Linked DNA regions of Sus scrofa: all the other regions are linked to region 1. A link is a contact called in public Hi-C and HiChIP or PLAC-seq data. All regions are on one chromosome and are shown on one strand. Each heading gives the region's core, a stretch centred on a gene start, on an enhancer-like site or on the middle of the called end of the contact. The rest is flanking DNA. Distances are from core to core; before and after follow the strand shown.

Region 1 (3,558 bases), core at 537-3,036:
AAGTAATGTATGGGCCATTCCAAACAGCATACCCCTCCTTACTACCCTTCCGGGGCACTGAGGTCAGTTCTTTCCAGAACCGCTATCCCTTACTCCACCAGGACTTTTCCCTCTCTTCCATGGCGCCAGCCTCCATCCCGGGGTGGTCTACTAAAGGAGACAGCACAGAACCTCTATAGAAGCTTCTTGCCCCTGTCCTCTCTCGGATTCTGTGATCTGTCTCCCTTGTCCTGATCCAACTGGAACACCGCTGGCACCCACTTCAGAGGCCCTATCCAGCAGTTCCCATTGTGGCGCAGCAAAAACGAATCCAACTGATATCCATGAAGATGTGAATTCAATCCCTGGCCTCACTCAGTGGGTCGGGATCCAGCGTTGCTGTGAGCTGTGGTGTAGATCGCAGACTCAACTCGGATGTGGCGTTGCTGTGGCTGAGGTGTAGGCTGGCAGCTGTAGCTCTGATTCGACCCCTAGCCTGGGAACTTCCATATGCCATGGGTTTGGCCCTGAAAAAAAAAGTTCCTATCCATCAGAGCCCAATGGTTTTCCCATCACTCATGGCCAATGGAATCAATCTTCCTCACTCAAGAGTCCCCTATACCCCTCGAGACCTCTAATGGAATGGCCCTATATCCTTCAGGGTTTTTCCCCAAACAAGGCCTTGGGTGGGTCGACTGGATTACGCGGAATACCTGCACAAGTTACAGAGCCCTTCCCCTTTTATGGTCCAATGACCTCGCCCTTCCACCCTCAGGGTCCCTCACACAGTAACAACTGGTTTCCTTCATTCAAGGACCAACAGATGACCTGTCCTTACTTGGAGTCCCTCCTGTCCTCCACAGGACCCTACCAGAGGTTTCTACCTTTCAGAGTCTCCCCACTCACTAAACCCAATGGTCTTCCCCAGTTAGGAACTCTCGCAACAAGGTCCCACTTTGGCCTGTCATCTCACCTCAGAGTCTCCCCCAAAAGAATCAAGTGGTCAGAGTCCTCAGCTAGGGTACCTCCCTACAGAGCAGTGATGTCCCCTCCACGCGGTGCAAGGGATCACTCTTTCACCTCCTCTGGTCTCTCACCAAAAAGGATTAATGGTATTACCCATTCACCCCAGGCCTAATGGGATCACGCCTCATCATCCAATGGTACTGCCCTCTCTTGGGATCCGCTACACCCCTCTCGCACAGAAGCTCCATTTCCCAGGAACAATGACAACATGTGGGGTCTTTCCCCTGTCCCCTGACACAATGGTATCTCCCACAAAAACGTCCACCTCCCACCAGCAATGGTATTGCCCTCTCCAGAGCTCCCCCCACCATGACGCAAACAGCCCAACGCCCGCTTCCTTCCTCTCCAGACAAAATGGTTTCGCCCTCTCAGGATCTCCTTCCCTCAAAGCCCAACATTATCATCGCCCACCCAGGTGTCCCCCGCACGGGCCCAAAGGTCTCGTCCCCCCCAGGTCTGAGTAAGGTACCGCCCACGCTAGGACTCTCTCCTCCGCCCACAAGGCTAACAGAATCCAACCCCTCAGAGCCCAACAGGATCTCAGAATCCAGTAGTATCAGCACTCGGAGCCTCAGTTTCCCTTCCCCAGACCAACCCCTTAGACTCAAGATCCATCCCAACCAACCCCTGCCCAGACCCATGGCACGACTTCTCTCTTTCCCGCCCCCTTGTCGCCTAGCCCGGTGGTCTTTTCCCCGGTGAGCGGCACCTGCATCCGCTGAAACTCCTCTTCAGACAGAGCTTGCGCCATGTTCCTCCCCCCCACCCCCCCTACAGCTTTCTGCGCAGACGCAGTTTGTCCCTCCTGTCATTAGAATTAAGGTCGGACCAAACCACTGGGCAGGAAGAGAGGGGGAGAAGTCTACTCCGGAAGTCCAGCGTTTTGGAAACTGAGAGAAGCGGAGGAAACCGACAGGTTAGGTGAATTGCAATGTAATATTTTACCAGAACCTATGTCATTTGATCTGGATTTTAAGCTCTCACAGACTACCCATTGTGATGCGACACTATGGCATCCCTGTGTCATCGGTGGACTCGTCGCTAAGGAAGTGTTTGCCGACCGAAAATGACACTTCCGCGGTACTCCTTTAAGGAGGATGGTTGACTTAATGAAAGCGGAAGCCTTGCGCTGATCTTGTTCCCGCCCTCCTCCGGGTGACCCCATAAGGGAATCCCGCCCCTTTGAAGCCTCTGGCGTTTTTTTTTTTTTTTTTCCTCTTTAAAGCTTTGACACTGATTTTCTTAACACGCTGCTGTCGTTAGGTGAAGGGCTTAGCCACTAATAAATATAAAATACCTATGAGGAAACAATGGCAGTGAATCAAACGAAAAATCTTCATTTAAAAAACAAACAAAAAATAGGATGGCAGAACACCAGGAACATTCAAATAAGTATTAAAATGCATTATAAGTCTCTCTTTTGCTTATAAGCCTCTCCAAACCCTGTCAGGCAAGCAGTAGTTTTTATTTGGGAAAGAGAAAAATTAGAAAGCATGTTAAGCGGCAACGTATTTGTATTAGGATACGCCCCATTTTCCTTAGCTTTCTTTTGGCAGGGATAACTTAATTTTGATGCCATTTTAAGCATTCAGAAAAGCAAGAACAGTACGAGGAAATTCTTTGTACCCTTATGCCAGATTCATCAATTGTTTACATTTTTCCACCTTTTCTTTATCATTTTCTCTCTCTCTCTCTATATATATATATAAAATTTTTGAACCCTTGGCTTCAGCATCCATCAATGATTTTTCTAACATCAACATTCCTTTCATATTTGTTAGTTATTATTCTACCATAAGGAAAAGCTTTCTCTTCTTCCCCATTTATGTATTTTTATCTGTACAGACATAATTCTTACTTTATTCAATGATTTATAATCAATAACTATCATTTTTTCATTTGATGCTCAAATTGTCCTAGATTTGGCCAGTGGGAGCTCTTTCAAGTTGGCTTTGTGTCCCTTTGACATGCCACCATCATTTTATTTATTTATTTATGTTTATTTATTTTTTGCTTTTTAGGGCCCCACCCACAGCATATGGAGGTTCCCAGGCTAGGGGTCGAATCAGAGCCATAGCCACTGGCCTACACCAGAGCCACAGCAATGCGGGATCCAAGCCGAGTCTGCAATCTACACCACATTTCAGCCCAACCATACAAGATTCATTCTAGCTTTCTCACTTTCCATATTTGTAAATCCCTTCTCCGGCAGGGAAAAAACCTAGCTCCCATTATCCAAAATAAATTTTCTTCTTTGTGTAATCATATAATCTACATTAAGTAATTCCAGAATTGCCCGCCCGTAAGAGTAGGAAAAACAAGTCTACCAGCAGTTCCCTGTGGCTCAGTGAGTTAAGGATCTGGTGTTGTCACTGCCGAGGCTCTGGTTATAGCTAGGGCGTGGGTTCCATCCCTGGCCAGAGAACTGCATGCTGCAGGTGCAGCCAAAAAAAACCACAACTAATCTACCAACTAGGGGCCAATTCCTTTTTTATTTTTTATTTTTGGCTGTGCCATGTGGACAATTCCCAATTCGCCAGGATCAAACCTAAA
Region 2 (3,558 bases), core at 267-2,766, 80 kb after region 1:
GTGGCTGCGACGGCAGCGGCGCACGGCTGCGCGAGTCTCAGCCGCCCACACCAGCATGCCGAGGGCCACGGCCACCACGAGCGCGCTCAAGAGGGTGTGCAGAGGCCGCACGTACCTGCGGGGACAATGGAACTAAGCTAGCCGGGCAGGCAGCGAGAGGGCCGCCCGGTCTCTGAGTCTCCCAGACCACCGTCCACCCGATCCCAGGCCCCGAGCGCTTTGGTCCACCCGCGACCCCACCACCTTCCAGCCGGGCAAATACCCCTGCCAGCCCCATCTTCGACAGGTCCACCGCCCTGGGCTCCCCCGTGGGCTCTCATTTCTTTCTTGTCAATCCTACAGTCCCATCTTCCTGAAATCTCCTGCTTCCAGCCTTCCCATCGGGCTCTCAGCCTTTTTCTGCTCTTTCCTGCCGACCCTACCCCACCCACAGGACCCACTCCAACCCCCCCATCCCAACCTGCTCCCAAACCCACCCTTTGCAAAGGCCCAGCCCTTGCAGTCCTCTTCCAGGCCTTCCCCTTTTCCCTTTCCCCAGGCCCAGAGTCCTTTATGAGATCCCTTTCCAGACTTCCTCCCCTCGAAATCCCCCCTCCAGATTCCGATTTCCCTATAGATTCCTCCTTCCATCATTGCTAGAACCCTTTCAAGGCTTTCGGTCCCACTCTTAAATTCCAGTCGTACCCAAGTCTCACCTCCGGGTTCTCCACCCCCCACCCTGGTCTCAGGCCTGCCATCCCTGGATCGTCCTTGGCTCAAGTCCCCCAATAGGTACCTGCTTCTGGAGAGTCCCAGGAGCCAGGCTCCTCTCCACGCCCATATCCTCCACAAGTCCCCCCTTTCGGCTTGACCACATCCCTGTCCCTGTCTCTGCCCTACGTCCTCCAGGGCCACCTTAATCGGGGCCCCATCACCCCTCAGGCAGTCATATCTCATTTTCAGGCCCTCCTTATCTTCAGGTCCATCCCCTAGCCCAGTTTCCCTTTCAGTTCCACACTTTCTCTATCCTCCCCAGGTCTTTCCCCCAGACCCTCCATCCCCGTCGGGCCTCCCTCAGCCGGGCTCTATCCCTCCCCAGTCCCTTCTTATAACCAGCTTCTATTTCTTTCAAGTCCCCCCCTCCCATGACCCTTAGGCTTTCCATCTCTACTGAATTCGCCCCTTCAAGGTCTTGCAGCCCCCTCAAAATCCCGCGGGTCCACCCTCCATGCCCAGCGGGCGTCCTCGGCCAACCGGAGTCTCCCTCCCTCACCCAGCCAGAGCGAGACCGAGGCCGAAGCAGACAAGGTAGTTGGTTTGGTAGTAGAGGAGGTTGTTGATGACGCGGTGGCACCATCGCTGCGGGTCGCAAGGATCCGGGGCCGCCAGACGTGCCGACCCCAGAACGAAGTCGTCCAGGGCGCGTAGCGGTGGCAGCCGAACCTCCGACATCCTGCCAGTCGATGCAGCTGGACCAGCGGAGCGGTCGGACTACAACACCCGTTCCACCCCGCGCCACCGCGAGGCACACCGGGAAATGGAGTCTGGACCCGGCAGCCGCTACCCTGGCGACCTAGTTGACAGCGCAGGTGCGGCAATGCACGTGACCGGAAATGCAAACACGCCGGAACTGCAGGGAAGCAGGGGCCGCCGGGAAACCAAGTCTCCGCCGAGGGCGAGGCGTTCCCATCCACCCCCAGGCGGGGGCGCCACGGGGACGGTTCTGGCGGCTCAGGCATTGAGGACAGGCAGAGACTGGCGGAAGGACCTGAGTAGGATCCCACTTCCATCCCGTCAGGGTCCGGTCCTTTCCAAGAAACTGCAGGGCCTTTTCAGCCTCATCTGCTCCAGGCCCCACTCCCGAGGTCCAGCCATAAATACCGTTAAGGGTCTTTTATTCATTTTCATCACATCAGAGATGTCTCTTTCTGGCAAGTTTTTAAAAATCCCCACAGGTTGGATTAGGGCACCCGCTCTGGGTCCCTAGCAGTCTTCTCCAGGCGGGAGCCCCAGGGGGTCCGCTGCCTCCCTGAGTCCCTGGCCTGGCCCTGCAGGCACACAGTCATCGGGAAGTGCTTGAGGGACCTGAGCTGTTTAGGCATTGCTCTCAAGAGTGGAAAGTGCGCACCTGCTCCATTAATGCTTGATGGCTGGCGGCTTCCACAGCACTCCCACCCCCACAAAGGCTTTGCAATCTGTCACCGCAGTCCCTAGCACAACCCAGAGGGTCCTTAAAAGTCATCATCATCACAGATGTCAAGGTATACATCGAAAGCCTCTCTGTTGCAGTTTCCATCAGGAGTGAAGACATATTTGTGGAAGGTCCCATCTACACAGATGGCTGGAGGAGGGGGGACGATTGGTAAGAGGTTAGAAGCTGTCAAAGCCACACACTCCAATCCTCTCAGGTGTCCCACGGCCTAAGGCCTATGGCCAGGCCTTTGCCCACGTTCCATCCCCCTTACTGATGATGATGGAGGTGAACCAACGTTTCAGCTCTTTCAGGCCTCCCATGCCCTAAAAATTCTTTCAGGTCCAATTTGCAGGCCCTCGCCCATGCAGTGCCCCCAAGCAAGGGCTATTCCCACTCACCAATGACAGAGTTGACGTTCTTGGAAGTATTGCGACCGAAAGCACAGATGCAGGCTGACTCAGCAGGCACGGTGAAGCTCGCCAGGCTCCACTGAGAATCCACGTACTGCCCAATCATAGGCCCCACTTTGCCCACGCGAGCCAGCCTGCAGGCAACACAGGCTTAGCCCAGGTGTGGTACATGGGCAGGGGGATGGGGGCGAGGCGGGGTGGGGCGGGGGGCACTCACGCGGAGCGGCGGTTGAGGCGCGTATCCTTGAGAGCAAAGATATGGACTGTGCCCTTATCGCTGGACGCGCACAGGAAGGAGGAATCATGGCTAAAGTTGATGCTGAAAGGCAGACCAGCAGTGACGCCCGCATGTCATGTGGGGTGGGGTCACCGGCCCACTATGTATACCCTGTGCTCACCAGTAGAGGGTGGCTGGGTCAGTGCCTCGGCGCAGCTCCACCAGTTTCTCCTTGGACTGCGTGTCAAAAAGGCGAATAAGGGTGCCCTTCTGAGAGGCTGAGGCCACTACCGTGCCTGGCTGGTTCAGGGACACACAGGCCACGTCACTCTGATGTGCATTGATGGTAAACGGAGCAGATGAAGTGCCAGGCTTTGTGCTCGCCAGGTCCTATGGTAGAAGGAGCAGTTCGGGCTCGGGGTGGTAAGGACGTCAGGGGCCAAGAGTCCACAGGGGAAGCCAGCCCGCCTACCCACCCTTGCCCACTGCACAGCTCACCACAAGTTGCAGACTCCCGCACTTGTGTCCTGGGAACACTAGCAGTTGTTTCTCCAGGCTGGGGCAGAGGTCACAAAGCCCTAGAGTGTGAGGGAGGGGGTGGGCTGATCAAGCGGAAGTCGGGACCAGGCAGCGGACCAGGCAGGGTCTCAGATTTGGCCAGAGCTTGGCCAGGGCCAGACTTTGGCCTTCCGTGACACAGGCTACCCACGGAACCCACAGCGGGCTTGCCCTCAGCTGTGCTCCCCATCAGTCAAGGC
Region 3 (3,558 bases), core at 418-2,917, 72 kb before region 1:
CTTGCCCAGACCCGCCCTGTTGTCCGTCCGTTAGCGCTCTAACGGCAGAAGAGAAGCAGCCACCGTCACCATGGCAACCAGTGACCTCTGCCCCTCTTTCCTCACCAGCATGCCCCGCGGGCAGCCCCCGAGGCAGTGTTTGGAAGGAGGATGAGAAAGGAGGGTGGGAGGGGAGAATCCAGGGCTCTAGGGGAACTGGAGTGAGTCAGAACTGTATGGAGGTGTGGATGTCACCACAGGGGAGTAAACATGGGCTGGTAGGAGTGTTCTTCTCACCGTTACAGGGCCCAGAGAGTCATACAAACCATAGAAAGGCGAAATCCATCGTCAGAGATGGCGTCGCCAGGTCAAAAAGGACTCCAAAGATACTCACCAAGGGGGACCAGCCCAGCACGCGATTCCGGGGGATCACTTTGATGGCCACCTGAAGAAGTGAGCTGAGCTGAAGGGGCCAGCAGAGAACCCCCAGACCCCTCCCAGTCTGGACCCTCTTCGCCCTAGTCTTTCTGGTCCCAACCACTCCACGCCGCAACCTCAAATGAGCTGGAGCTTCTCCCCTGCCCTCCAGGTCCCCAGAAGCGAGTACACCTCTCCCACCATCTTTGGCCCTGGGCTCTCCCCCAGGCTTCAGGACCCCTCGCTCCGGGTGCGGAGTTCTGAATGTCCTAACACCCCAAGCCCTCGATTTCCCCAGCCCCAGGACTGTACGGGGGTGGGTTCTGATCCTCACGTCTCCATCCTGGACACCTGCCTCCAAAATCCCCCAAATCTCAGCTCTGGGTCCCCACCTTCCCACACATATACACCTCTCCTGGATTCCAAGGTCTAGAATCCTCATGATTTCCCCCCTCCCCCACTCCCCAGTCTCACTCTCGGGACCTCCACAATCCTTGCCTTGAACCCACCGCTCCGTTCCCCCCACATACCCACCTGGACCGCCCCCCCCCACGCCCGCGCGTCTGCGCGCGCACCCGCGCGCGCACCAGGATACCCCCAGTAACCCGGATCCCGGCCTTCATGACCCTAGCACACGCACATTGTACGCTTATTCTCTGGTCAATTAGCATCCCAGCCCCCGGGCTCCCGCCGCCGCCACACACACACCTGGCCCTCCCAAGACCCTCGTGGTGGATACCTGGAGTCGGTCTGTGACGCGATGTCCTGCGAAGACGGTGCCAAAGCCCCCCTTACCCAGGAGGGGGCCGAGTCGGTACTCGGCCTCGAACGCTTCTCGATCCTTGCCTCCTACGCAGGCGGAGGCGGGGAAGTCAGGGTGGCGGCGTGCAGAGGCCGGCCACGACCCTCTCCCCCTCCCCCCCGCGCCGCCCTCAATCACCCCAGCCCGCCCGGCCTGGTCGCCGTAGGGGAGCCTCTCTCACCTGGCGGCGGCGTGGGGGTCATGGGGGCCACGGGCAGCCCCTGCAGAGGCTTAGTCAACATGGAGGAGGAGCTGCGCAGATTGAGCCCGCTGAGCCCGCAGGGCGTGGACGCCCGGGGCAGCGAGGCTGGGGAGCCAGGACTGGGGGGCGCCAGGGTGGAAGGTAAGGAAACTGGTGGCCCAGAGGCGCCGGCAAACAGCGCGATGTTAAGATTCGCCGCGCGCGCCAGCCCCGACGCTACTGAGACAGGGCACGCGCCTCCCGAGAGAGTCGCCCCGGGCGACGGCCCCGCCCACTTGGCTTTGATCAATCCGGACGCGGCACCTGCTGCACCCCAGCCAATCGGAGCCAGTCCTTATTTGCATACCACCCTCAACGTTCCAAGCACCCTTATGCAAATACATGCCCGGATCTTCCTCGGGGGCGGGGCCTGCATGCAAATAAGGGGGGCGCGCGCGAAGAGGAAACTGGTTATGGGAATCCCTTTTGCAGCAACCGCGTTTGTTTTGGTTGTTGCGCAGGGTTGTTTTTATGTAAGTGTGTGTACGTGGATATATAAACTTAAAAAAAATTCAATGCACCGCCTCCTTTTCTAGGAAGTTGCTTTGCCGCCGCCGGAGATAACGCCAGGCCTTCTAAGGCTTCTAAGAATCCCGGCCGGTCTCCAAAGGGTGCTCCTCACACCAGAACCAGAGCCCTTTAGGCGACTGGCAGCCTCCGCCCGGAAACTGAAGCTGAGGATCCTGGAAGAACCTGTTCAGCCGTCAGGGAGGGCTAACCTCCCTCACCACCGTGGGAGGAGCACTGGTCAAGGGCAGTGTTCCCACACCCGGAGGCCACGGCCTGCGGGCTGTTTGTGCAGCCCTTAACCTAGACAGACCTGCCTAGACCTGGCTGTGAGCCCAGTCAGCAGATCTAGAATCTGGAATGGCGAATGGGGCGCGCGCGCGGGGGGGGGGGTTCTTGGGGATGGGAGCAAGCCAGAGTGGGGGTGGCTTCTTGGGCATGCTTCCGGATGAGAGAGACGGACTGAGAGAGCTCCGGGAGGTGGTCAAGTCACAGATTTGGGGAAAATAGCTCTCGTGCCGCAGGAAGAGAGACAGGCACTCCAAAGACACACACAGAACTGCCGCGAGAGAAATACACAAACATGTGCCGCCATTCATGTGAGCTTGTCCTAGACACACATGCAGATACCTACTGTCACACATAGACAGACATCCACTGTCAGGCAGGCATGCTGCCAGAGTCAAGTTCCAGAATGACACTCGAGAGATGCACTGTTACAGAAAGGCACTCCAGAGAGATTCACATAGACCTACATGTAACGAGGACACAGATATGTCCTGCCAGACACACAGCCAGAACTTGTGACGAAGACACTGGCACCATCAGACATGCAGTGTCACAGAAAAGACTTGTACTGTTCCAGAAACGAGAGACCCAGAGTCTGACACAGGAACACACACAAACACTCCAGAGACACACATGCACTGCTCCAAAGCCAGACATATACTTAGGTGCTAGAGCAACAGATAGGCAGTGTCACAAAAACAGACATGGACAGATCCAGTCACAGTCACAGACACACACATACAGCAGACGTGCAGCGCCGTCACTGACACTGTTCAGAAATAGCTACCCAGAGTCTGTCACAGGAATACAAACGGACGTGCACCCTATCAGACAGAAACCACACGTGCACTGTCACGGACAGACCCACACAGACATGCACTCATCTCAGAAACAAACTGTCAGAGACAGAATCTCACACCCAGTCACCATCTGACACACCTGGAAACAAGCCCTCGTCACACACACAAACACACACACGACCAGAGAAACACTCTGTGAGAGGCACATAGACTTGGACTCACCACAGTCACACAGTCACACACACACACACACACACACACCCAAAAAGCAAATACACACATGTACTCTCCCTTATTCATCCAACATTTATTAGGGGTCTACTGTAAGCCTGCGAGGCCCTAGAAGGGGTGCAGATAATTAAGAGATACACAGATAAGCCAGGCATCACAGCCCTTGCCCAGGAAGTTGATAGTACAGTTTACTGGGGAAGGAGTAGACATATTTGTAGATAGAAATGAGAATGTAGATGGGGTCACACAGGGCTTCTCAGAAGGAGACCCCTCTACCCATCTTGAGAGACAAG

What was found. A called contact is a pair of places that touch in the nucleus more often than the background predicts. HiChIP or PLAC-seq counts read pairs in DNA pulled down with a chosen protein or histone mark.
Region 2: a contact with region 1 is called in an H3K27ac HiChIP or PLAC-seq map of alveolar macrophages. The contact joins the promoter of PRAF2 here to the promoter of GRIPAP1 in region 1. A contact is called at or near these places in 3 of 47 Hi-C or Micro-C datasets (heart right ventricle, liver and skeletal muscle) and 1 of 2 datasets of contacts at active chromatin or transcription factors (alveolar macrophages).
Region 3: a contact with region 1 is called in a Hi-C map of skeletal muscle, with 5 times the contacts expected there. The contact joins the promoter of PIM2 here to the promoter of GRIPAP1 in region 1. A contact is called at or near these places in 4 of 47 Hi-C or Micro-C datasets (heart right ventricle, liver and skeletal muscle) and 1 of 2 datasets of contacts at active chromatin or transcription factors (alveolar macrophages).

What each region holds. Positions count from the first base shown.
Region 1 is chrX:43,068,577-43,072,134 of Sscrofa11.1, forward strand. It overlaps GRIPAP1 (GRIP1-associated protein 1), which reads right to left and starts at 1,787. Exons shown (of 26, transcript XM_021080663.1): 1 at 1,715-1,787. The coding sequence starts at 1,756.
Region 2 is chrX:43,148,834-43,152,391 of Sscrofa11.1, forward strand. It overlaps PRAF2 (PRA1 domain family member 2), which reads right to left and starts at 1,517. Exons shown (of 3, transcript NM_001243880.1): 1 at 1,253-1,517; 2 at 1-115. The coding sequence starts at 1,431. It overlaps WDR45 (WD repeat domain 45), which reads right to left. Exons shown (of 11, transcript NM_001190293.1): 7 at 3,299-3,378; 8 at 2,982-3,190; 9 at 2,801-2,902; 10 at 2,572-2,717; 11 at 1,858-2,320. The coding sequence ends at 2,211.
Region 3 is chrX:42,996,908-43,000,465 of Sscrofa11.1, forward strand. It overlaps PIM2 (serine/threonine-protein kinase pim-2), which reads right to left and starts at 1,668. Exons shown (of 6, transcript XM_003360311.4): 1 at 1,380-1,668; 2 at 1,136-1,245; 3 at 374-424. The coding sequence starts at 1,440.